3 separate regions of the Mus musculus genome follow, and regions 1 and 3 are each linked to region 2. The links are chromatin contacts, called in public Hi-C and Micro-C maps. All regions are on one chromosome and are shown on one strand. The core of a region is the stretch at or near the end of the contact, and the rest is flanking DNA. Distances in the headings are between cores, read along the strand shown. Region 1 overlaps Enah (ENAH actin regulator). Region 2 holds the start of Enah (ENAH actin regulator). Region 3 has its middle 2.6 kb from the start of n-TSgct1.

Region 1 (4,537 bases), core at 660-3,159, 34 kb after region 2:
AAGGTGTGCGCCACCACGCCCAGCTCACACAGAGATTCTTGGCCCCAGATGTTCAGATTTGAATCCTTGTGTGGCTTAGTCCTTTTAAAATCCAGACAAGCACTTCAGCCTCTAGGCTGCAGTTTCTTCATCTGCAGATGAGAATAACAGTACTTAATTCATTTGGTTGTTGCTAGAATTAAGTGAAACAGTAGTTGTAAAGCAACTAGCTCCGTGCTAAGTAATCATTCGGTTAGCTGTCTGGGATAAGTAATTAATGGTGGAGGTAGAACTCGTGACTCTTTTAGTACCTTAGTTGCTGTCATTCACGACCTTTTCACTGTAGACTTCATGTAATAGAGCTTATTTTAAATAGTCATTTTGTTTCAAGACAAAGTATTTATTCCTAGCTAATTGCAATTAGTCTTAAAAATGATTTCTTGAATACATCTATTTGCTTGCTTTTGATTTTCTAATTGTGTTTAAAAATAGCTCAGGATATAATGTGCCATATTTAAGAAGGGCCTCTGTAAATCAGCTTTGGTTTTCAGGGGAGATTAGTGACAGCTCCTGCACTTGCTTCATACTTGGTTGTGTTAGTCCCTCCTCCTCCTCTCCCCCCACCGTTTCACTGTGCTCTGTTTTGGCTGCCATTATAGCATGGGACAACCAGCCAGGGGCAGCTCACACCCGTAGAAACTGTCTTTGCACTAGCAGCCATGATTTTTTGTAGCTTCTCAACCAGGAGTGGGACCTTGTGAATCCCCTCCTCCCCATTCTTGGTGAAATGTTGACTAGACTGATAATGTACGGGTTTGGTGTAGGTAACCACAGCTGCTGAGAGAGTGTAATTGCAAAGGCTGGTTGTACCTGTTAGGCATTTTTTAGCTGAGAAGTAAAAGAACCTATTTCACAATAGGATTTCAAAGTGAGGTGGTTTTGAGTTGAGTCTGTTTTAAAATTAGATTATAATACCTTTTTTGCTTTGTTGGCATAGTTTGTGGCACAGTACAACTAAGGGTCTGGAGGAACAGACACAACACTTTCATATGTGTTTTAAACTTTACTTTGGAGTATTTTTCACATACTAGGTTGCAGTGTTTAAGCCTACCACAATACTCCCTCGAGGTAATGTATTTCAGAGATTAACAAGTAACTTGATTCCATTTGTTTTCTCTCAAGCCCAGTGGGAATCAGCTCTATAGCCCAGCCATAATCCCTATTGTGTGTAAAATGTTTAACCCTTCACAATCATTAAGGACTGGTTGTTGACCAAAGTATGCTTGTAGCTATCTTGTAATCATTTATCTTGGGCCTTAAACAACCTAAATGATGTGTATTTTAAAATCTTTGCTGTTTACTACTTGAAAATATTTACTGCTTGGGTGTGTGTGTGTGTGTGTGTGTGTATGTGTGACCTTTAGCTGAATAGAAGAGAATCTGTTTTTTTGTTATTTTGTAAAGTGTTCCATTGTTTTAGATCAACACTTGTACAATGTAAACGTATTATTTGTTACTCTAAGTCACTCACATGGCTCTTTGATAGTGTCTAGCATATATTTTCCCACCTACTTAATTACTTCTTTTTTAATTGCCTTTATTTTACAGTTTAATCTTCATTTGATCATTATTACTCAGAAATAATGGCATTTCCAGTTACAGAAAAACAAAACAAAAAAATGCAGTGTGGTAGCATATCCCTGTAGTCCAGTATCTATGGAGGTTTAGGCAAGAGGGCTGCTGTAAGCTTGAGGTCTGCCTGGGCTTCATACTGAGACCTGTTCTCACAAAAAAAAACGACAGAAACCACAGCAAAAGGACTATGGACTTAATACCTTGAATAATCCTGCAGTGGTTTGATGAGAGTGGCCCCTATAGGCCCCTACATTGAAATGCTTAGTCACCAGAGTGGCACCATCTGGAAGGATTAGAAGGATTAGGAGGTGTGGCTTTGTTGGAGACAATGTGTCACTGGGTTGGGCTTTGAGGTTTCAGAAACCTATACCAGGCCCAAGGTTCTCTCTCTGCCTATGGATCAGGGTGTAGCTCTCAGTTCCTGCTCCAGCTTCTGCCTGTGTGCCACCATGCTCCCCACCATAATGATAGTAGACTAAACCTCTGAAACTATAAGCAAGCCCTCAATTAAAAGCTTTCTTTCCTAAGAGTTGCCTTGGGTCATGCTGTCTTTTCATAGTAACTGAGCACTAAGACAAAATACATTTTTTTAAATAAATAAAAGATGTCAAGGAATTCTTTTTTTATATATTCCAACAAGTTTGCTTTAAGTTTCTGAGTTTATTTATTTAGCAAGCAGTGTTATTATTACTTTATTCATAGTGTATATTGTTCATCAGATTAGAGAACTCAGAAATAGTTTAATAGTTAAATGAGATGGATCCCTTGAAATCATATATGTGGAGAAAGTTATGGAACAGTGTTTTCATTTTTTTATTTTAAAAAGATCTTATTGAGTAGCCTCAGGTTTCTGGTCCTTCTGCCTTAGCCTCAGTAGTTTTGGTATTACAAGTACACCGTTGCAATGCATGACTCATTTTAAAAGCTTACTAAGCCAGGTGTGGTGGCGCACGCCTTTAGTCCCAGCACTGGGGAGGCAGAGGCAGGTGGATTTCTAAATTCGAGGCCAGCCTGGTCTACAAAGTGAGTTCCAGAATAGCCAGGGCTATACAGAGGAACCCTGTCTCGAAAAACCAAAACCAAAAACAAAAAAGTTTACTGCATGTCTGCTATCCCCTAATCTTTAGGATCCTGGGTGAGCAAGGGCTTTCATCTTGATTATTTAAACCCATAGCTTTATGCGTGTTAAATTTGCAAAATCTTATACAGAGTAGTTTATTTTAAACATTTGAATGTTGGTTGTTATAATTTTAGAAACTTACATTTGGCAAAAGCTGCTTGCTTTATTTATTTCTTTACTTACTCATGAAGGGAGGAATGCAGGCCATGATTCATGTGTGTAGAGGTCAGAGGACAGCTTTTTAGAGTCATTTTTTCCTTCCACCTTACTGAACTCTGTGACAGAACTCAGATTATCAAGCTTGCATGGCCAGTACTGTCACCTGCTCAGCCACTGGGCTGTCTCATTGGTCCAATTGTGGCTTTATTTACTTTGCGCCCTCCTGATAGATGCTCCTTAAGTGTTGTCTTTGAAAATAAACAGGACTCTCAGCCCTTAGGTAACCAAAGCAGACCTTTGCCATTTATTTATTTATTTATTTTTGGTTTTCCAAGACAGGGTTTCTCTGTATAGCCCTGGCTGTCCTGGAACTCACTTTGTAGACCAGGCTGGCCTCAAACTCAGAAATCCACCTGCCTCTGCCTCCCAAGTGCTGGGACTAAAGGCGTGCGCCATCACACCCGGCTTAGCAAGTGTTTTTTAACTGCTGAGCCATCTCTTTAGCCCCTAGTAATGTTTATTTTAGAAAGTTGTTGGTGAGTGTGTGTGTGTGTGTGTGCGTGTGTGTGCGTGCGTGCGCGCGCGTGTGCGTGTGCGCGCGAGCACAGTCGGGTACTCTTACCCACTGAGCCATCTCACCAGCCCCCCCCCCCCTCCCTGCTATCTTCTTATGTCACTCACTCCTCTTTTCTTGCCTTGTCTTGTCTTTTCTTTCTTCCTCCTCTTTATTTTTCAAGACAGGTTTTATCTGTGTAGCCCTGGCTGTCCTGGAACTCATTCTATAGACCAGGCTGGCCTTGGACTTAGAGACACCTATGCCTCTACTTTCTGAGTGCTGACTAAAGGTGGGCACTGCCACTGTATGCTTGAACTCACCAGTTTTGCTAGAGTAGCTGGCCAGCAAGTTCAGGAATCGACCTGTTTCTCTGCCCACAGTTTTGGGGGATGGAATTCAGGTCTTCAAGCTTGCTAGGCAAGCACTGTTACCAATCAGGTCATCTTTCCACTCCCCACCTCACACCCTCCAAACTGTTGCTTTTTTGTGCCCCTTTCTCTACTAAGCTCTCCTTCTGTCCAAACTTTCTTGTGATCAGAACTCTTTTTGAGCAAGCCTTACTCTGTAGTTTTGGCTAAACAATAAAAACGATTTTATTGTTTAGTTAGGATTGGTTTGTTTGTTGGTCCCCCTTTTCAAGAACGTCACCTATTTCACTATTTCAGTCTTTTTTTTCCCCCTGAATATCACAAAAGTTTATCTAGCAGAAAGTTTCGTATGAAAATGTACATGACCCAGTTCTCCATCACAGTCAAGCAGGCCTTTGGGATGGGGTGGGGGGTGTGGACACACTGCTGAACACTGGTTAGACTCTTTCCAAGGCTTTTAACGTGGTGACGCTGTTTCCTTGGATGACCACCACCCTGATGCTTCGCACTGGCTGCCATCCCCACCCGCCCCTCAGTATTCCCTGTACACATCTGCCACCGTTTAACTTCAGGGATAACTACTTACTTGTCCATGAACTATAGTTCGGGACAGTGGACTTTACTCATCGCAACCACTCAGCGGGCTCGGCACTGCTATTTCAGTCGTTCTGGTTTTTTTTGTTTGTTTGTTTTGTTTTTTGTTTTTAATTCACTCAAACT
Region 2 (4,402 bases), core at 1,542-4,041:
GGTTAGATCCCTAGCACATGCATGTGCACAACACACACATGCATTTCTTCTGAATAGTGTCTTCCATATCTTAGGGGAGCTGTCTATTCACTCACTGATTCATTCTTCCATTCACCTTTCAAACATCAGGTCCCTACGTGTTGGTCCTGGCACTGTGTTCGAGTATAGTATGGAGCTGAGATCATTTCAAAGACTTCAATGATTCAGTCACGCCAACTTTATTTTTAAGCAAAAGTTTAGGTTTATGAGGAGAGAATCAGCTGTGGGAAGTCAGTATGATGTGGGAGGAACAACAAGGTACCAAGAGATGGAAATCCTGGGTTTGAGTTTCAGTTCTACTACAAAGGCACTATGAGGCAATGGGCAAGTTACTTAACCTATCCGATTTCACATTCTTCTTCTAAATGACTGAATGACTTAAGATATCTCCCCTCTAAAATTCTTTCATTCTATATAGTAACACAGTCCATTGAAGTTTCCCACGTGACCAGAATTAGTCTTGTTTCTAGCTCAAGTTTCCATTTTGTCCTTTCAATGTTAGACCAAATATGAACAAGAAGTAACATTTTGTTAGAGCGAACAAACCGTCTTTCCACAAAATGACCTTTGGAGGTCAGGCTGGCCAATGCAAGATCTAAATCCGAAGGCAATGGTGTGACCAACTTGTGAGCTGGCAAGCTGCCATTAAAAAGAATGGAAATGGGTGTAGGCAGCCAACATTCTTGGCTGGTACATTTTTAATAAACACAGAAAACAAGAATAGCATTTTCCTCTTGGATCACTTAATTTGGTACTCATACCATGGGGACATCAGCTGTTAGCATAAAGATGATGGTGATTTCGTTAGATCAGGATGGGATTAGCTAGCAAAAATGAGAAGCAGGTTATGATGTCATTCGCAAGGAATTTTTATTGGTGTTTCTTGTCTCTGACAAGAGATAGTTTGAGTCATTACAGCAGTATCTCCACCTCTTCTGGTGGTGGTAAGGCTTTTATCTGAAACCTAAGCTCTGTTGTACTTACTATATTGGTATGAATGAACTAAGGAGAGCTGGGGTGACTTCTGGCTGAATGTGTCTTAATTCTTTCCCCAAGAAGATTCAATAGGCATTAGTGCTTTTTTTCCTCTTTCTAGACATTAGTTAACTTGTTGAATACTTGAGGTGCAAGCATTTTATACAGATGCCCTTTATACAAAGGCAGTGCACCTCAGAGCTGAGATGTTTTTCTAATCACGGCTATTGTACTAATAACACACGAGGTTGTTTGAGATGTATATTTCTGTCTCTTCTCGTAATATGGGCAACAAGGACATTTGGCTGACAGGGCTGTTTTCTCTTCAGTCCTTGGAGATCCTTGAATAAAATGCTCTGTGATGGCAAGCTGTAATTAGCTATGTGGGTGGAAATTAGTGTTCTTCAAGTACACCATGTTTAGAGCAGAGGCACCGTGCTTTTTACTACCCGAGGCCACCCTGGTCCTGTGCCACAGCTCTAGGTCACTGCTTCTTGCAGGGCTTCCTTCCAAAAAGCAAACCGCCTTTGTTGAGCTCTGAAACCAGGAGGCTTTTCATAGTTAAAACAGGTTAAACTGTTCTCCAGACAATTCAGGCATTGACCAAGGATGGATAGGATACGTTAGCTTGTCATTTGAAAGTGCCCAGAATGCCAGCTTTCATAAGTATCTTTAGAACCGCAGCTCATTTTATATGGAACATCAAACTTTTGAATGGATTCCTGCAGTATTGCTAGGTCCTCCATTTTGGATGTAATAGAAATCGGGTAGCTGCAAAAACCCTTTCTAACCTAGTCTAGGCATCTGTATACTGCGCACGAAAGCGGGCTCTCAGTTTTTAAAAAATTTTATTAGATCATTGGATTTGCTGTTTTTCATTCTACACCCCCCGCCCCAAATTCGGGCTTCTCAGAGGCCTCCTGCACCATCTGACTAAACCATTCGCTGCGTTAGTATTTTCTATCTACCTTCTCAAGGAGGTGAGCTCCAGACTAGGTGAAAGACAGAGCATTTAAAATTATCCTCAGTTTCCATCCCTCCCCGCCCCCGGCCGGGATTCCCTTTCAGCTGGTGACGACAGAAAGGGTTCCACGGGCTGCGTCTCTCGCGGCTGCACAGGGTTCCGCGTGCCTCGGGCCACCGCGTTTCCCGACACCGATGCGTTAGCTGTGTGTGTGTGTGTGTGCGCGTTTATGCGCGCGTGTGTTTGTGCAGTCATCCCAGTACTGTGCGCGCGTCGGCCGGATCCCCAGGTCCAGCACGCTCGGGGGTCCTCGGGAATCCGGGGGACGACGATGGCCACGTTTTGCGTGTTCGGAACTCTCCTACATCCCGCCTACATCCCACGGGTGGGGGTGGGTGGGAGGGAATCACATCGCGGCGGGGACGCGCAGAGGGGGATGCCGGCCCGCGCGCCCTGGTCCTCTCCGCGATCGCGCCCGGCTCGTCACGCCCCCCCCAACCCCCCCACCGCGGTTCGCTCCTCACCTCAGCCTCCGGGCTGCGGGAAGGCCGCGGCAGGAGAGCGCGGTCAAGGGCAGAGCGGGCGCCGAGCCCCCCTCCGACCGCGGGGGGCGCGGAGCCGGGTGGGCGGCAACAAAGGGCCGTGGCCGCACCGCCGCCTCGCCTCGGCCGCCGCCCCGCAGCCCCCTCGTGCGCAACGCCCCTCGCCCCGGGAGGGAGGGGGAGGGGAGCGGGCGAAGCGGGAGCGGCGGGGGCGGCGGGAGGAGGGCGGCGCCTGCGTGCTCCTCCGCCGCCCCGCCCCCGGCGCCCCGCGGCGAGCCCGGCTCTCCTCCCGCGGCTGCAGCAGCTGCCGGTTCCTCACGGCCTCGGCGGCGGCGGTGACGGCGGCGCGCTCGGAGCGGCCTCTGGAGCGGCGGGCGGGCGGACGGACGGACGGACGGACGGGCGCGCGGCCCCGGCGGCTCCCGTCTGAAGCGGCGGACGAGGCTCGGCGGGGAGGAGGCGGCGACGCAGGCGGAGGAGGCGGCGGCCGCCGGGGACCCGCTCGGCGCCTCGGCCCCGTGCCCCGTCCCCAGCCCGTGGTCGCTCGCGCTCGGCGGGCCGGCGCCTCGCCTCTGCGCGCGGAGATGGTGTAGCCCGGCCGCCGGAGCCGGAGCCGCCTCTGCTCGCGCGTCCCCGCGGCGTCCGCCTCCCCGCCTGAGAAGAGACCCTCCGCTCGGCGGCTCCCGCGCCGGGGAAGCCTCGGCGCCGCCGGCACCATGAGGTGAGGGGCGCGCGGGCCGCCAGCCATTGTGCCGCGGCGCCGCGACCGCTCTGCGCGGACCCGCCTGCCCCGGCCCGCGGCGCCGGCTCGGCTCTCCCGGCTCTTTCTCGCTCCCTTTTGTCCCTTCGGGTTTCTCCGGTCCAGCTGCCCTGCCCAGCCGCTCTGATTTGGGGGAGGGGGCTCCTCCCGGTGTCCCCCTCCGATGCTCTTCTTTTACCCAGGATTTCCCTTCCTCAATTCAATATGCCAGCTCCCTCCCTCCCTCCCCCAGCCTGGGTTAACGAAACCCAGGAGATGGGGAGGGGCTCGGTAGTCGTAGCGTGCTCGTTGCCGAGAAACAGGTATTTTCCGTACATCTGTAAAAATTCTCTGCACTTTTAGTACAAAGCTCTAGTGTTTAATTAAAAGGGGGGTGGGGAGGAAAGTTTGGAAGGTTTGAAATCTCTGCGGGGAATAAAGTGCCTCTGGTAGGGGTAAAGCGGAGGAGCGGGGAAAGGTGAACATTTCTCGATGGTGGGGGAAGGGAGAGCATTTACTAGGTTTCCTCTGGCGGGGGACAGTGTGAGGCTGGGATAAGTTGGTTGAGGTTTGTAAGCCCGGGCGGGGGAGGGTTTTGTTTGGAAAGCCCTTCTCTCCGGTTCGTAGCAGCCTGTGTTGCATTGCAGCAGAAGCGGCCGCGTTTCCCTTCCTCTGTAATCAATACAATTATTTATTTATTTTTCAGCCCCAAAGGAAAGTCTTGGATGTACCGTGGTGAAATGCTTTTTGATTGATACGGTGAAACATATGGTGTGATGTTTTTTAATTTTTGTCTCTCCAGTTGTGTAGGAGAATAAACCATGATGTGGTGTGTCACTCATTGGCGACCACCCACCCCAAGCCTTTCCTAAGGTTGTTTTGTGTCCATAACCTCCCGCTTTTGGATTGGTGCAAGACTTAGTGAGAAATAGGACCTCGTAGACTGAAGGCTGATGCATTTTGCGTACTCATCCTTAAAGGCCTCCCTTTTAGGTTAAACAATTGTGGATGAAGTAAATTCCTCCGTTTCTTCCTCCCTCCCGAGATAGTCTTTCAGTTCATTTGGATTTGAATCTCCTTTGTGTTAAAGATTAATGGCCGACGGTTGCCAAGACCTTTATAATGTAATGAAATGAGATTTGA
Region 3 (4,766 bases), core at 499-2,998, 39 kb before region 2:
ATCCACAGCAACACTGCTCCACTGTGATGCAGGACTAACTTCATTTTCAGTGTCAAACACTTCCAAATCGCTGCAAACCAACACTTTAGTGATTGCCATTAGACTTTCAAACTCTCTCAGCTTCTGTGCCTATCTTGCTGCAGGCTAAAGATGAGCTGTTGCTGACCAGCACAGCCAGAGGACTATATATATATTGAGAGGCATTAACAAATACTCTCAGAAGAAAAAAAAAAAAGCCAACTCTGCATGCCTGTAAATTTTCATTTATTTAGAAAGTGTGTACAAGAGGTTACTACACAGCAGATGCCGAGCTTGGGGCTGTATAGTTCAGGTGGTAAACGGGAACACTTACACCTTCACAAACAGTCCAGAAGGCTAAACAGACTTGAGCAATACATTACGAAATAATTATTTTAGGTAAATGCTAAAGGAAAGGTAAACATATTTAGGGTTTAAACTAACTTGAGGGGTCAGAGAAAGCTGAAGCTCTATGCTGAAGAAAGAACAGGGTGCAAGAATCAGAACAGGGAAGGGTGAGAAAACAGGTCTTGTGCAAGGGCCCAGAGGCAGGCAGGCAGACAGACAGACAGACAGACAACTAAGATTAAAGGGACAGTGTCCCAGTGCCCTGAGCCGTGCAAAGGTCACGGCAAGGACTTTGCAGGTTATTTTTCAAACTGTTATGATTTGAATGTCCCTTCCCAAACTCATAACGAAATGTAATTTCCACTATAACAGCATTGAGATATAGAGCTTTGGGAATAGAGAGCTGGCTTGGTGGTTAAGAGCACTTGGTGATTTTAAAGAGGACCTGACCGGTTCCCAGCACTCATGACTGATGGTTTGCAACCTCCTATAAAACTCAGTTCCAGGGAATCAGAAACCTTCTTCTTGCTTCCTAGACACCATACTCATGTACATACTCACATACAGATGCACAGCCCTACACATAAGTTCTGGCAAAGATACAGGATTGGCTAGTGATTGATGGGATGGTGAGATGACTCAGCAGGAACTTGCCGCCAAGATTGACTGCCTGAGATTGGTCTCTGAACTCACACGATAGAAGGAGAGAAATGACTTCTACAAGTGAACCTCTGACTGCCACAGACATGTGGTGGCACGTGTGCCTCCCAATATATCAATAGCTGTTTAAAAGGAAGTTCTAAGGGGATGACTGACGCCATTCTCCAGGAGTGCATGTACCTATGACTTTGGTTCCTACCTTTTCTCTTTCTCCTTCTCTCCCTCCACTCACCTCATGCTTGCATGGCTGCCCTGCTGCCCCTCTGCTCCCCTACCCCATTGAGTCAGTACAAAGGCTCTCACTAAACCCCAGCACCTCGTTCTCCAACTTCCCAGGAACCAAAACCCTGAGTCAGACAAACCTTCGTGATTTAGCATTTAGTTGTCAGCAGACGTCTATTATGCCATCAGACAACGGACTAAAACGGAAGCTATGGAAAGTTCTGGAATAGCTTTAATCAAATGAGTGAAATGCCTGTGCCCTTTTACTTTCCCATTAATCTAAACAAATAATCTCTATAATGGCTTTAATGGAGAATTAACAGTTCATTACAAAGTGCTCACAGATGAACAAAAGGTTGGGGACCATTCTCTTTTGGCACATCTAGAAACCATCATGGTACCAGTCACTTCCCCTCCATGGTCAGTATGTTTCCCCTTCTGTCTCCTTTCCTTTCCCGCCATCATCTGTATACTAGTTGAGGACCAGCAGCTGTGGAGTGCCATTAGCAGAACCACGTGACAAGGCTTCTATTTGGGGCAAGCTAGCAATATTCCCAACTAAAACTTACTTATTGCTCTTATCCTGTTAGCTTTTGTGATGCTGGAGATGAAACCCAGGGCTTCCTGGATTCAAAAGGGCACCTCTCCACTGAGCTTGTAACGCTAAAAATGACTTTTCAAGCCTTTGGAAAGTGATCACGTGACAGTTCCGACCAATAAGAAGATAATAAGAATCTTTCTTTTCCTTACCTCTCCTTCCCCCTCCCCCTGTCCTTTTTTCCGTGGCATTTCCCTCAGCCTGACCCAAACTCTTAAGCACCCTGCTGTGATCTTCCTGCCTCACTGACCTAAGGAGCTGGATTCTACCGGACACTGTCATGCCCAGCTTCAGGAAAACATTTGGTGTCCACATGAAAGGAGACTATGTAGCTGATAGACCCCGTTGTCCTTTCTTCCTGCGTTGAGGTACACAGAAGGCAACACACACACACACACACACACACACACACACACACACACACACACGAGGACAATACCTCCCTGGTAAAGGTGGTGGGGCGAGAGACCCCAAGTTCCGGAGGATGGGAAGCAGATCCCCCACTTCCGATCTTATTATGTGATAATAATAAAGTCACTGCAAGCCTGACGGTCTGGATTTTCAACTTGAGAATGATGGAGCTGTCTAGGTGGAAAGGGATGGCTCATAGAGCCAGCTCAGCATGCATAGCACAGCTTTCTCCTGCTGTGGCTGCTCCCACGTTTGAACATTTAGATATTTCAAAGGAAAGGGGCCTTTCTTTGACTCTGACATCCCTTTGCCCTCCTCTCCAGGCACTGTCATGGGCTTAGCAAGCTCTGCCTCTGTCCTTTGTCTCCTCTAAGAGGAAGGGCAGGCAGAGAGGGTTCTGGTGGAAACTGCTGATACACTGCACCACATAGAATGTGCTGTTCTCATTTATTTTTTAATACAAACCCATTTTTGCATGTGGGCACTGGCAAAGAATTGATGGTTACGAAATATTGGACAACAGTGGTTATATAGGAGGTGACACACAGCAAAGGAATCTTGTCTTCAAATTACACAGAATGCAAAAGCCACCATGGTTCATGACGCAGTGCTCGCATTTTTCCAAGCTTACCCTGCGGGGCTCCAGTGAGAGGGACTGTGCTTCCCGTGTGCTAAGGGAGTGTGTGAAAGTACCTGGCAGAGTTGTGTAAATGCGTGTGTGCACCCCTGGGAAGGTGCTTACAGCCACTGCTGCCTGATGTCGCACGGGGCTATTGAGAACCAAAAAGCCTTCAGGGATGGGTTTCAGGAGGGTGATATCAGAAATTATTCGAGCTACAGATTCCATATTCAGCAACATAAGCAGAGAGGGTGGGATCAAAGGTCATGCTCTGTGTAGGCCAACATCGCCATTGCTGATGGGCACCGCCACCGAGTCCGCATATCTACAAGCCAAAGGGCTTTCCACGATTATAAGCTTGTCTTGCAAAACGAAGAGCCTCTACTAAAAATAATTTCATTTGATCAGATGAAGCAGAGAGAATACGCCTGGATGGTATTTCGGGGACAAAGAATCAAAACAGAATAATCTCTCATGCCTACAAAAGAGCCCTGCAAAGGATTATCAAAAGGAAAAATGTCTTAAAGGAACATGTACAGTCTTGGGGGGAGCCAGCGAAAAACAGAAAATAAATAGTGCAAAATGAAGCCCTCTTGGTTTGTAATGAGGCTGGAACTTCACTGATCAGGGCCAGTCCAGAGCTCTGGAAGAAGAGACTGTATTAAATCCCCATGACCTTGAAGAGGCAGCTGAAGAGTTTAATGTATGTACATTTTCGGTCAGTAAATTTTTGTAACATCTGGAGTGTGATTAATACCCAAAGAGGGTTAAGAATTTCTAATGACTCTAATGGCTATCGGGTGCCACTGAAAAGTGGTTCCTGCCGCCAAAGGAACAAATGGTTAGCCACTTAGAGCCTCTTTCCAGGCGGAAATGAGCCTGTGGCCAAATTTAGTCCCCTCTTGGAAACTGTGGTCAATTTTCCACTACAGTTGAACTTTGGAAGTCAATACTTGCTTCACTGGCTAAAACAGTTTTCTTGGTGTTTCAAAAAAATATTTAAACACCTTTGGAAATTCTTTAAAAAATCTTAAAACACAATTTGGACAAAAGAGGAATATTATAAATACCTACACAGTAAACCCTACTAGGGAAAAATTTTAAAGTCAGCCTCAATTATCAAGAGAATAGTATAATTATTATGTCTTTATTCATTTCATACTTTCTGAATTTATAGTATGCACTTTCTATATATTTAGGAAACTTGATAATGTGGACTTTGAGTCAGGGAGATGGATCAACAGGGAAAGGCTCTGTGGTGGTTTGAATGATAACCCCAGAGGTGGTAGCAAATTTTGGGTAGGCTTAGGAGGTGTGGCCTTGCTGGAAGAATGTGTCTAAGGGCTGGCTCTGAGTCTTCCCTACCATGACAGACTCTTTCCCCTCGAACCCAGAACCCAAATAAATCCTACATTTTATAAATTACCTTGGTCATGATGTTTTAGGGTTTTGTTGTTTGGGATTTTTTGGGGGGCGGGTGGGGGGATGTCTCACTATGTAGTTCTTGCTGTCCCAAACTTGCTATGTAGACCAGGCTGGCCTCAAACTCACTAAGATCCTCCTGCCTCTGCTTGTTGAGTGCTGGAATTAAAGGCGTGGACCGTTACATCTAGCCAGTCATGTTTGATCCTAGCAAAAGAGAGATAACTAAGACAGGTACTAACTATGCAAGCCTGGTGACCCGAGGAGTCCCAGAACTCACATCAAGGTGGAAGGAAAGAACCAACTTCACAAAGTTGTCCTTTGTCTCCTCGTAGGTGTGGTGGCACCCCTCCCCCCATGATAATACTATAGTAAAAACTTCAAATAAATAATACTAATAATGCTGACTTTCTTTTTTTGTTGTTGTTTGTTTGTTTGTTTTTTGTTTGTTTTTTGTTTGTTTGTTTT

Evidence for each region. A called contact is a pair of places that touch in the nucleus more often than the background predicts.
Region 1: a contact with region 2 is called in a Hi-C map of rod photoreceptor, with 2.2 times the contacts expected there. The contact joins the enhancer-like site here to the promoter of Enah in region 2. A contact is called at or near these places in 1 of 15 datasets of contacts at CTCF or cohesin (CD8 T cells), 4 of 484 Hi-C or Micro-C datasets (the HL-1 cell line, cortical neurons, nephron progenitors and 1 more), 3 of 115 datasets of contacts at active chromatin or transcription factors (embryonic stem cells and forebrain) and 4 of 9 other capture datasets (adipose tissue, embryonic stem cells, liver and 1 more).
Region 3: a Micro-C map of the HL-1 cell line shows a contact between it and region 2, with 1.9 times the contacts expected there. The contact joins the enhancer-like site here to the promoter of Enah in region 2. A contact is called at or near these places in 5 of 39 promoter capture datasets (the 3T3-L1 cell line, epiblast stem cells, hippocampal neurons and 1 more), 1 of 15 datasets of contacts at CTCF or cohesin (the NIH/3T3 cell line), 22 of 484 Hi-C or Micro-C datasets (the 3T3-L1 cell line, 3T3-L1-derived adipocytes, the C2C12 cell line and 13 more), 10 of 115 datasets of contacts at active chromatin or transcription factors (the NIH/3T3 cell line, embryonic fibroblasts, embryonic hindbrain and 3 more) and 3 of 9 other capture datasets (adipose tissue, liver and pancreatic islet).

Annotation. Positions count from the first base shown.
Region 1 is chr1:181,983,438-181,987,974 of GRCm38.p6, reverse strand. The region is part of intron 1 of Enah (ENAH actin regulator); the gene reads left to right. It also overlaps the pseudogene Gm51706. Among named protein-coding and RNA genes, the nearest start is that of Enah, 34 kb to the left of the region's middle. Within about 2 kb of position 1,909, at least 17 of the 459 cell types and tissues checked have an H3K27ac peak or open chromatin away from gene starts, as enhancers often do. A contact at or near this core is called in the HL-1 cell line, pancreatic islet and rod photoreceptor, where this site is marked.
Region 2 is chr1:182,018,369-182,022,770 of GRCm38.p6, reverse strand. Enah (ENAH actin regulator) reads left to right here and starts at 2,791. Exons shown (of 15, transcript NM_010135.3): 1 at 2,791-3,241. The coding sequence starts at 3,237.
Region 3 is chr1:182,056,238-182,061,003 of GRCm38.p6, reverse strand. No RefSeq gene overlaps it. Among named protein-coding and RNA genes, the nearest start is that of n-TSgct1, 2.6 kb to the right of the region's middle. Within about 2 kb of position 1,748, at least 6 of the 459 cell types and tissues checked have an H3K27ac peak or open chromatin away from gene starts, as enhancers often do. A contact at or near this core is called in the HL-1 cell line and the NIH/3T3 cell line, where this site is marked.